Regions from separate parts of the Mus musculus genome. Here region 2 is linked to region 1. A link is a contact called in public promoter capture Hi-C data. All regions are on one chromosome and are shown on one strand. Each heading gives the region's core, a stretch centred on a gene start, on an enhancer-like site or on the middle of the called end of the contact. The rest is flanking DNA. Distances are from core to core; before and after follow the strand shown. Region 1 holds the start of Carmil2 (capping protein regulator and myosin 1 linker 2). Region 2 holds the start of Zdhhc1 (zinc finger, DHHC domain containing 1).

What was found. Capture Hi-C pulls out chosen DNA fragments and counts their contacts.
Region 2: a promoter capture Hi-C map of pancreatic islet shows a contact between it and region 1. The contact joins the promoter of Zdhhc1 here to the promoter of Carmil2 in region 1. A contact is called at or near these places in 4 of 39 promoter capture datasets (cranial neural crest, embryonic stem cells, hematopoietic stem and progenitor cells and 1 more), 3 of 484 Hi-C or Micro-C datasets (embryonic stem cells and liver), 3 of 115 datasets of contacts at active chromatin or transcription factors (embryonic stem cells, epiblast stem cells and memory CD8 T cells) and 3 of 9 other capture datasets (adipose tissue, liver and pancreatic islet).

Annotation. Positions count from the first base shown.
Region 1 is chr8:105,683,708-105,688,080 of GRCm38.p6, reverse strand. Carmil2 (capping protein regulator and myosin 1 linker 2) reads right to left here and starts at 1,807. Exons shown (of 39, transcript NM_001357333.1): 1 at 1,768-1,807; 2 at 1,430-1,521; 3 at 1,285-1,335; 4 at 650-712; 5 at 404-528; 6 at 206-297; 7 at 1-11. The coding sequence starts at 1,807. It overlaps Gm33578 (a long non-coding RNA gene), which reads left to right and starts at 1,861. Exons shown (of 2, transcript XR_387987.3): 1 at 1,861-1,920; 2 at 4,269-4,373.
Region 2 is chr8:105,494,774-105,498,726 of GRCm38.p6, reverse strand. It overlaps Zdhhc1 (zinc finger, DHHC domain containing 1), which reads left to right and starts at 1,665. Exons shown (of 14, transcript NM_175160.5): 1 at 1,665-1,917.

The DNA of each region.
Region 1 (4,373 bases), core at 558-3,057:
CAAGAAGCCACCTAGAGAGGTGTCGGGGGAGTGATAGGGAAACAGACAGGCACTAAGTCAGAGACAGGGGAAGGTCAGCCCCATAGTAGATGGCGGCAGTGATAAAAGTGGCCCTGTTCACTTTGGGGAGCCCCCCCAATACCAAGAGACTAGGATTGCATGGAGGCAAACTGGAAGGTTTATGCGGCTCTGACTTGGCCCTCACCGCACGGACTGCTGGGTATGGTGGACTCTAAGGGATGGCTTCTCTCCAGTCGAGCCAGCAGAGACGAGGGTGTGGGCTTCCGGAATAGCTTCCTAGGCAGGGGATAAGGAGAAGAGGCAAAAGGGACTTCTAGCTCCTTGAAGGATGAAAAGCTTTCACTGAGGCCCTGCCCCACCCCTTGGATTTTCTAAGCCTCACCCAAGGGTTGAGCGAGGGAAGACCTTTTTGATGGCAGCAGCTACATGCTGAGCCAGCTGTTCGAGGGCAGCCACACAGGGAAACTCCAGGACCAGTTCAGGCAGGGACTCCAGCTCAAAGGTGACCTGGGGAAGGAGGAGCCTTTTGGATCCCTGTGTGGTGGAAGCGCTGTCCATTCAGAGTGATATGTGTAGGAATAAATGATCAAGCGGAGTGTATGTTCAAGTTGGGGTCCAGCTTTCTTACCCGAGGGGGTGTTTCCTGTAGTGCCATGGCCTGGACCTCCAGGTAGCTGAATGTACAGTCCACCTGGAAAGCATCAGAGTCATTCCAACTGACTGTTGCTACTCTCTTGAGCCTAGTTCGTTCTTTCTTTCTTTCTTTCTTTCTTTCTTTCTTTCTTTCTTTCTTTCTTTCTTTCTCTTTCCTGAGACAGGGTTTCTCTGTGTAGACCTGGCTGTCCTGGAGCTCACTCTGTAGACCAGGCCTGCCTGCCTCTGTCTCCCTAGTGCCAGGACTAAAGGCGTGCACCACCACCTCCTAGCTTGTTCTTAAAATTTAAAAATTGTACTATTGGGTGTTTGCTGGCATGTTTGTCTCTGTACCACTCTTGTGTGCCTGGTTCCCAAAGATGCCAGAAGACGGTGGTGGGTGCCTTCGAACTAGAGTTCCAACCACTTGTGAGCCCACCTGGTGGTGGGAGAATTGAACCCAGGTCCTCTCTCCACAGCCCATGATTTTGTGGCATCCTGAGCTAGACCTGCCCAGACTTCCCTCCTGTCTGCTGTTGGAAAGTAAAAGCCAGCATGGGCAAAGAAGACAGCTGCGCAAGGCAGTCCCTTGCTGAAGGGGAAGGGGTGTTGGCCCGGCCTGGGACTCACCCTCAGGGGAAGGCAGGTGTGCAGCAAATATGCCCTCCATCGAAGCAGTGCCTGGGGGGAGACAAAAGACTAATACTCTAGGGAAATCAAGTTTCTTTGTGCAGGGTCTGGCCACTGTCCTGAGCTTCACTCCTGGCTACCATACCAGGATATGGCTTTGCTCGGCACCCTCCTGGGGAAGCCAGGTTTTCAACAGCAGCTCCGCCTCCTTGGGCCACAGGAACCTGGTGATCTCGCCTGTGGAAAGACAGTCTACTGGGTGACTTTGGCTCCTCTATTAGGGCCACTCTGTGCCCAAGGTCTGTGCTAGACTGAGTGCCCAGGTATTCATGTGTGGATCAGCTAGGAAGAAATGAAGCGGACTTTTAGGCACTGGCCCTCCCTCCAGAACAAAAACCCCTGGTCAAGTTCCCTAAGGCGCCGAGAGGAGAGGTCTGGTTTGGAGTCAGGCTCTTCATGGCCAGGTGGGCTCCCAGGGCTTACCTCGCAGTTCACAGGATATGTCGTCTGGGGTCTGTGCCATAGGGCCGGGACGGCCCAATGAGCTCTGGCGGGAAAAAGCAGCCGGCAGGAGCGTACACAGGAAGCCAGGGGCCCAGGCAGCAGTGCAGCCACCTGCTCCTCCTGCAGCGGAAGGTACGCGCTTCTTCCTGCCAGGCCGCCCCCGGCCCGGCCCCTCCCCGCCCCGGCTTCGTTGGCTGAGTTCGCCCCGGGTGGGAGGTTGTGGGAGGATGGTCGAATCTTGACTGTTGCTGTCGCTCAGGGACTTTTCCTTCCGCGTACTCGGGTACTCATGGGTGTGGTGTGTAGGGGAGAGGGTCTTGCCTTTTCACCCCTTGCCTGGTGCCCTACTTCCACCCTGCCCCGTAGTCCCGGGCGCAAACACCAGGGGACGCCACCCTCCAGGGGATGCCAAAGGCCTAACTAACTTGATCTATCCCAAGACACAGGTTGGGTAGGTTGGAGTAACTCAAAGGAAGCCAGAGCAGTTGTGTCTCTGTGCAGTAAAAATTACCCACCACCCAAGGTTCTGCCCTGCTCAGATACGAATTTAAGAGTCTGGCAACCTATTTGTAATCCCAGCACTGTAAAAACAGGCAGGAAGAAAAGAGGCTGGGCTGCACCCTTTTTTTTTTTTTTTTCTCCCCGAGACAGGGTTTCTCTGCGTAGCCTGGGCTGTCCTGGAGCTCACTTTGTATAGACCAGGCTGGCCTCGAACTCAGAAATCCACCTGCCTCTGCCTCCCAAGTGCTGAGATTAAAGGCGTGCGCCACCACCACCCGGCCTGGGCTGCACTTTTTAGAGGTGTGCCAGACTTTTTGACTGGACCATGGTTGGTGCCTGCTTTTAATTGGGAGGTCCAGGCAGGAGGACTCTTGAGTTTGAGGTCATTCTGGTCTATAGTCCTTGTCTCAAAAACCAGATTAGCCATAATCCTTTGTAACAGGTTCCTCTCATTTAGATGCGGGCTCTTTGGGAACATCTGTAGCTAATTTATGACCTGAATCTCACTGAAGGCTGGTGCTGGTATTTGTGTTCTCAGGTTGTCTGCATTGAAGTTCAGGGAGGATTCACTTGAGCCTAGAGCTGGGATGAGTATACTAGCCAGAAGCATGCTACCCTACAAAAGGGGCTGATTCAGATCTTACCCACACACCCCCACCCCACAGACTTCATTAAATCCCACTTCTAACTGCCCTACCCACAGTTCAGCAAAAGAGAAAGACAAAGTCTTGGAGAGCAGAAGCAACTATGTATTATAATCTCTTAGGCTTCTGTCCCATCTCTACCTTTCCCAGACAGAGGATGACTTGGGAGTGTCCTCTAAGCGGGACCCTCTCCACCAAGTCCCAGTCACTCTGGTTCATGTTAAGCCCAGGACTTTCTGGCTAACCTGGACAACACAGAGAGACCCCGTGTCTTCAAAATAAAATGGCTAATGGCAGTAGTATTTATCTACATGAAACCGGAGTTCAATTTCTTGTGCTGTGAAGCGACAGCCCTTTAACATGTTTGCCGACTTGCCAACTTCCACCGAAACATAGAAGGTGGAAAGTAGATATAAAGGAGAAACAACTTGGAGGAAGGCAGTGACACTTAGGCAAGTATATGGTATGACATATAAAGGCCGACAGGGACGGCCTCGCTGGAGCTGATACAAAAGAGCTGCAGAACCAGAAGGCCCCTATGCCTCTTAGCCCGAGCCTGAAATTTAACTCTAAGGCCATCTGAAGTCACAAATGACTTATAGGGTGACAAAATTTACTCTCGTGCACGTTATTGTGAAGAATGTGGGTTTTGAAAGCAAAGTAAATGAGTTTTTCTTGACACCTAACCTCACTAGTCTTTTGGAAGCTTTTGACACTAATTATTCTCAGAACTTAATTTTGTGTGTGTGTGTATCTGTGTATGGGTGCCCACAGAGCCCGGAAGGGCATCAGGTCACCTATAGGTAGTTGTGACCTGTCTGCAGTGGGTGCTGGGAACCAAGTTCCAGTCTTCTGCAGGAGCAGCAAGTACTCATAAGCACTGAGTCATCTCTCCAGTCCCCTTTTTGTTGGCATAGTGTCTTGCCATCCCTGGCTGCCGGGTACTAAGTAGTCCATGCTGGGTTTAAACTTGTAGCGATCTTTTCTGCTTCACTTCCAAGTAGATGGAATGGTGGGAGCTACAGAGCCTTGGAACTGCTGCCTCCTCCTCCCCAGTGCTGGTATTGTAGTGGTGTGCTAGCATGCCCGGCTTCAATGTTTCCTTTGAGATGTGTGTCTTGTTTACCATGGCAACTCTGCGATGTCAAAAATAGAGAAAACCTACCCCACAGGGATTTTTTTCTGGTTAAAATGATTGACTGCCAAAGGGCTATAGCAATGCCCAAGTAGAAGCACCCTCAAGACCAAGGCCAGATTTACACTGAATTAGTTCTATGCCTTGGGTTAGTGGCCTGTGGAGGAGTGACAAAACCAACCAACACCACTCTTTTACAGTTTTCCAGGTGAAGGCGGAACTCCCAACAGAACAAATCAACTGTTTGCTGAGGAACACGGGATGAGGGCCCCTGGTGCATCGGCAAGACTTAACTCGCGACAGGT
Region 2 (3,953 bases), core at 416-2,915, 190 kb after region 1:
CAGACACAAACACATATAATAAATAGTAATAATAATAATTGTCTTTTTCCAGACAGAATCTAACTACATAGCCCTGAGTGGCTTGAAACTCACTATATAGACCAGGTTGGACTTAAACTCACAGAGATCCTCTTGCTTCTGCCTCCAGAGTGCTGGGATCAAAGGCATGAGCTGTCATTCCTGGCCCCCAAACAAGTCTTTTTATTTTAATTTTTTAAAATGTGCATTGGTGGGCTGGTGAGATGGCTCAGTGGGTAAGAGCACCCGACTGCTCTTCCGAAGGTCAGGAGTTCAAATCCCAGCAACCACATGGTGGCTCACAACCATCTGTAACAAGATCTGACTCCCTCTTCTGGAGTGTCTGAAGACAGCTACAGTGTACTTACATATAATAAATAAATAAATCTTTAAAAAAAAAATGTGCATTGGTGTTTTGCCTGCATGTGTGTCTGTGTGAGAGTGTCAGATCTTGGAGTTACAGACAGTTGTGAGCTGTCATACATGTGCTAGGGTTTGAACCTGGGTCCTTTGGAAGAGTGCTTAGTGCTCTTAACTGCTGAGCCATCTCTCTGACTCCCCCTGACCCACAAATAAATCTTTTTCTAAAGGTTTGTTTATTTATTTTATATATATGAGTGATATATATATATCACTAGGAGAGGGAATCACATCCCATTATAAATGGTTATGAACACCCCACCCCACCCCCTATGCAGTTGCTGGGAATTGAACTCAGGACCTCTGGAGGAACAGCCATTACTCTTAACCTATGATCCATCTCTTCAGCTCCCCTCAAATAAATCTTTTCTTAAAAAAAGCATGTGGTGGCACATGCTTCAATTCTAACACTCTGGAGCCTGAGGCAGGCAGATCTGTGAGTTTGAGGCCAGCCTGGTTTACATAGTGAGTTTCAGGTCAGCCAGGGCTACTACTCTGTCTCAATCCCCATCACACCCCTAAACAAAAACAATAAAACCCCCCAAAACAAAAAACAAAACATTTGAAGAAAAAAATTAGACATTTTGTGTTATCAATACTAAATTCTTATACTTCACACCTTACATTGTAGTTGCTCACATTTTCAGTTGGGTAAGGCATTTGTTTAGGTCTGTCTCCTTCAACCTGTTATTTCCTTCAAGGGCAGGAATCCCTGAGTGCTCCTCATGATGTGCCTGGCACTTAACACATACTTTGAGAGTGCAGCAGCCATATCTTTACTAGAATTCCAGCAAATTTGGGAGGCAAAGGTGGGAGAATCGCAAATTTGAGGCCAGCATGTGACCCTGTTTCTAATACACACATGCACACGTGCGCGCACATGTACACACACTCACACACAATTTAAAATAAAAGAAAATGAGCAAAAACCCTAGATTAGTTGGGGTCTTCCCAAGAGTGATTTAGAGGAGAAACTAGATACATGACACGTTTTGAGGAGAGTAGGATTCTTGGAAGACAAATTGTAGATGGGAGGTGGAAGAGAGTGTATTTTCCCTGTGAAAGGTTATGGGGGAAAATGAGAGTGGGCATGCTTTAGAGTCAGGGGGCACTTGGCAAACTCCGCCCAGAGCCACGATGCTCCTGCGAAGTGACGCAGCGCGGTTTGGCCGCTGTGGGGCGCCGTAGTTCGCGCTGTTGCCAGGGGAACGGGCCCCGCGCCGGGCAAGGCCCAGCCTGCCTTGGCCTGGCACGGCTGCACTGCCAGCGGGTCCTTGCTAAGGCGGAAGGACTCTGAGGCCCAACCTCCGTCCGGGATGGAGCCGCGCTCCGGGACGCGTCTCCTCCGTGTCCGGGGGACCGACTTTGCCCGGACGGTCTGAAGTGCGGCCGCCCTGGGGAGGGTGGACGGGCAGGGCGGGGCCGAGCCGCTGGCTGACCTTGGCAGGCCGCATCTGGCGCGGCTGCCACCACGCGCAGGTGAGGAGCGGCTGCAGCGTTTCTCACCTCCGAGCTTGGCCTGAGCCACCGGCCCGCGCTGCGCCGGTGCCTGGCGGGACTCTGGGCCTGTCTCGGCCTGCTGCTGGGTTTCGCCGACCCAGTGGAGCGCGGGACTTCCTTTTATCATTAATCAGGGCCATAGATCCGCACTGAGCGCCCACCGATCGCCAGGCAATGTGCCATGCGTCGGGCCTCCGAGCCTTCAGCCTTCGCAACCCACAGAGAATTAAGTGATGGGTTGGGGAAACAGGCGCCAGACACGTGACTAGAGTAATTTCAGGTCTCATTAAGGGTTCGGGTGGGCCCTAAAGGTGATGCTTAAACACGGAGGCTGGGAAGGAGCCGGAATTGCGACTAGGGGAAGGGTGTTTCTGAAAGAGGGAAAAGCGAACAAAAAAGTCCAGGTAGCAGAGCATTAGTATAGTATGGGACGGAAATGCTAGGGTAGTTCCTAAAGTGAGGGTTTTCAACTTTTATCCCAGAACGTGAAGGGAGTCCCTGAAGCGTTTAATGAGTTTCAAATTTTCAAAAGGGCTTTATCCTCTCTGTCTGCTGAGCAGAAATCATTTGAAGATTACCATAGTGCAGCGAGTGTAGCCGAGCCTCCTGGAACCCACAAATCTCTCCCGGTCCTCATCTGTGCATACGGAGTGTTGTTGTCATGTTCTCGTGTCACGTGTCATGAGACAAAGTAACAGGGGATCGTGGAGGTGGGGTGGATGGGGGAGGCCACATATGAGACCAAGGACTAGAGATCTGTGGGAACAGTTTGAAATCATAGGGCTACCTCAGAGTATTGAATTAAGTGAATTTCTGTGTAAGCGCTTCAAGCAGCGCCTGGCGTAGAATAAGTGCCTTCTAAGTGGCAGCAACGGCTGTTATTATGGAAACAGCATAAGGGCTCAGTGATCTTAGGGTAGCAGAGCTGGTAAGAAGTGGGTGGCTTCACTTCCTTTACCAAGGGCGAGCTAGGTTAGATGAGGGTGGTCACTCCTTTTGTGGAGCTGATGTTTTGGTTGTGGGAGACCAGCTGTATACAGATAATCACCAGGAGATGTAATAAAAGCAGCTGTGGTGTTTAATTAGCCTAGATTTTTCTCCCCCTATTGTTTTTCTTACTTTGTTCTGTCACCCTTTGTTCTTAATGACTTTTCTTGGTGGGTGTTCCCCGAGGCTGGCTCCTACAATCACCAGTTGATTTCCTGGTTAGAAGTCAGCAACCCTTGCCTCCTTCCCTTGATTTGGTTTCTGGTCCCTGCTGCCCTCTGTTACTCTTCCTGGACTTGTATCCCAGTGTTTGTGGTGGCTGCTGCGGAGGAGAACAATATGGAAATGTTTGCGCAGCATGTCAACTCAGGAACCATTTCAAGTTTCTCTTGCCATAGCAACTGACTTCAGCATATTGTTTATGAGAGAGAGAGAGTAAAGGCCCAGCCGCATTATCTGAGACCAAAGACCAGAGAGGCCTTTGAGAACAGCTTTAAGCTCTAGCTTATTTTCTGGAAGTGATGTGATATGTATCCCTCAGTTGAACCGTAGCTACTTAGACTGTTTAAGAACACAGATTTTCCTGGCACCTGTGGGGAGTTTTAATAAACACTGTACTTGCCCTAGAAGTCTTTTATAAGTGACTCTCTGCACTTAAACCAATGTGCTCTGCAAAGCGTTTTCTCCCCGGCTCCCCTGTATGCGGTCTAAACGGAGGCACAGTAGATCTCAGTGAGAATTATTTTAGAAGCAGGTCCTGGGGAAAGACTGAAAACGTGATTTAGAATTACTCAGGGGAATCTTAGGAGAGGAAGGCCAGCTGCTCAGGAGTGTACCCCTCCTGTAGAGTGCACCTCGGCCTTGTTCTGGGCTCACAGGGTACCACCCGTTCTTGGTCAAGGGCTAGACAAGTGTCCTGCCCAGCAGCTCTGTTTCATGCCCAGTGTCTGTTTCCAACTTTGACCAGACCCCTAAGAGTGCCAGGAAGTTCTGTGGCCTTTCCTCCAAGTACTGAATGGCTCAGAACT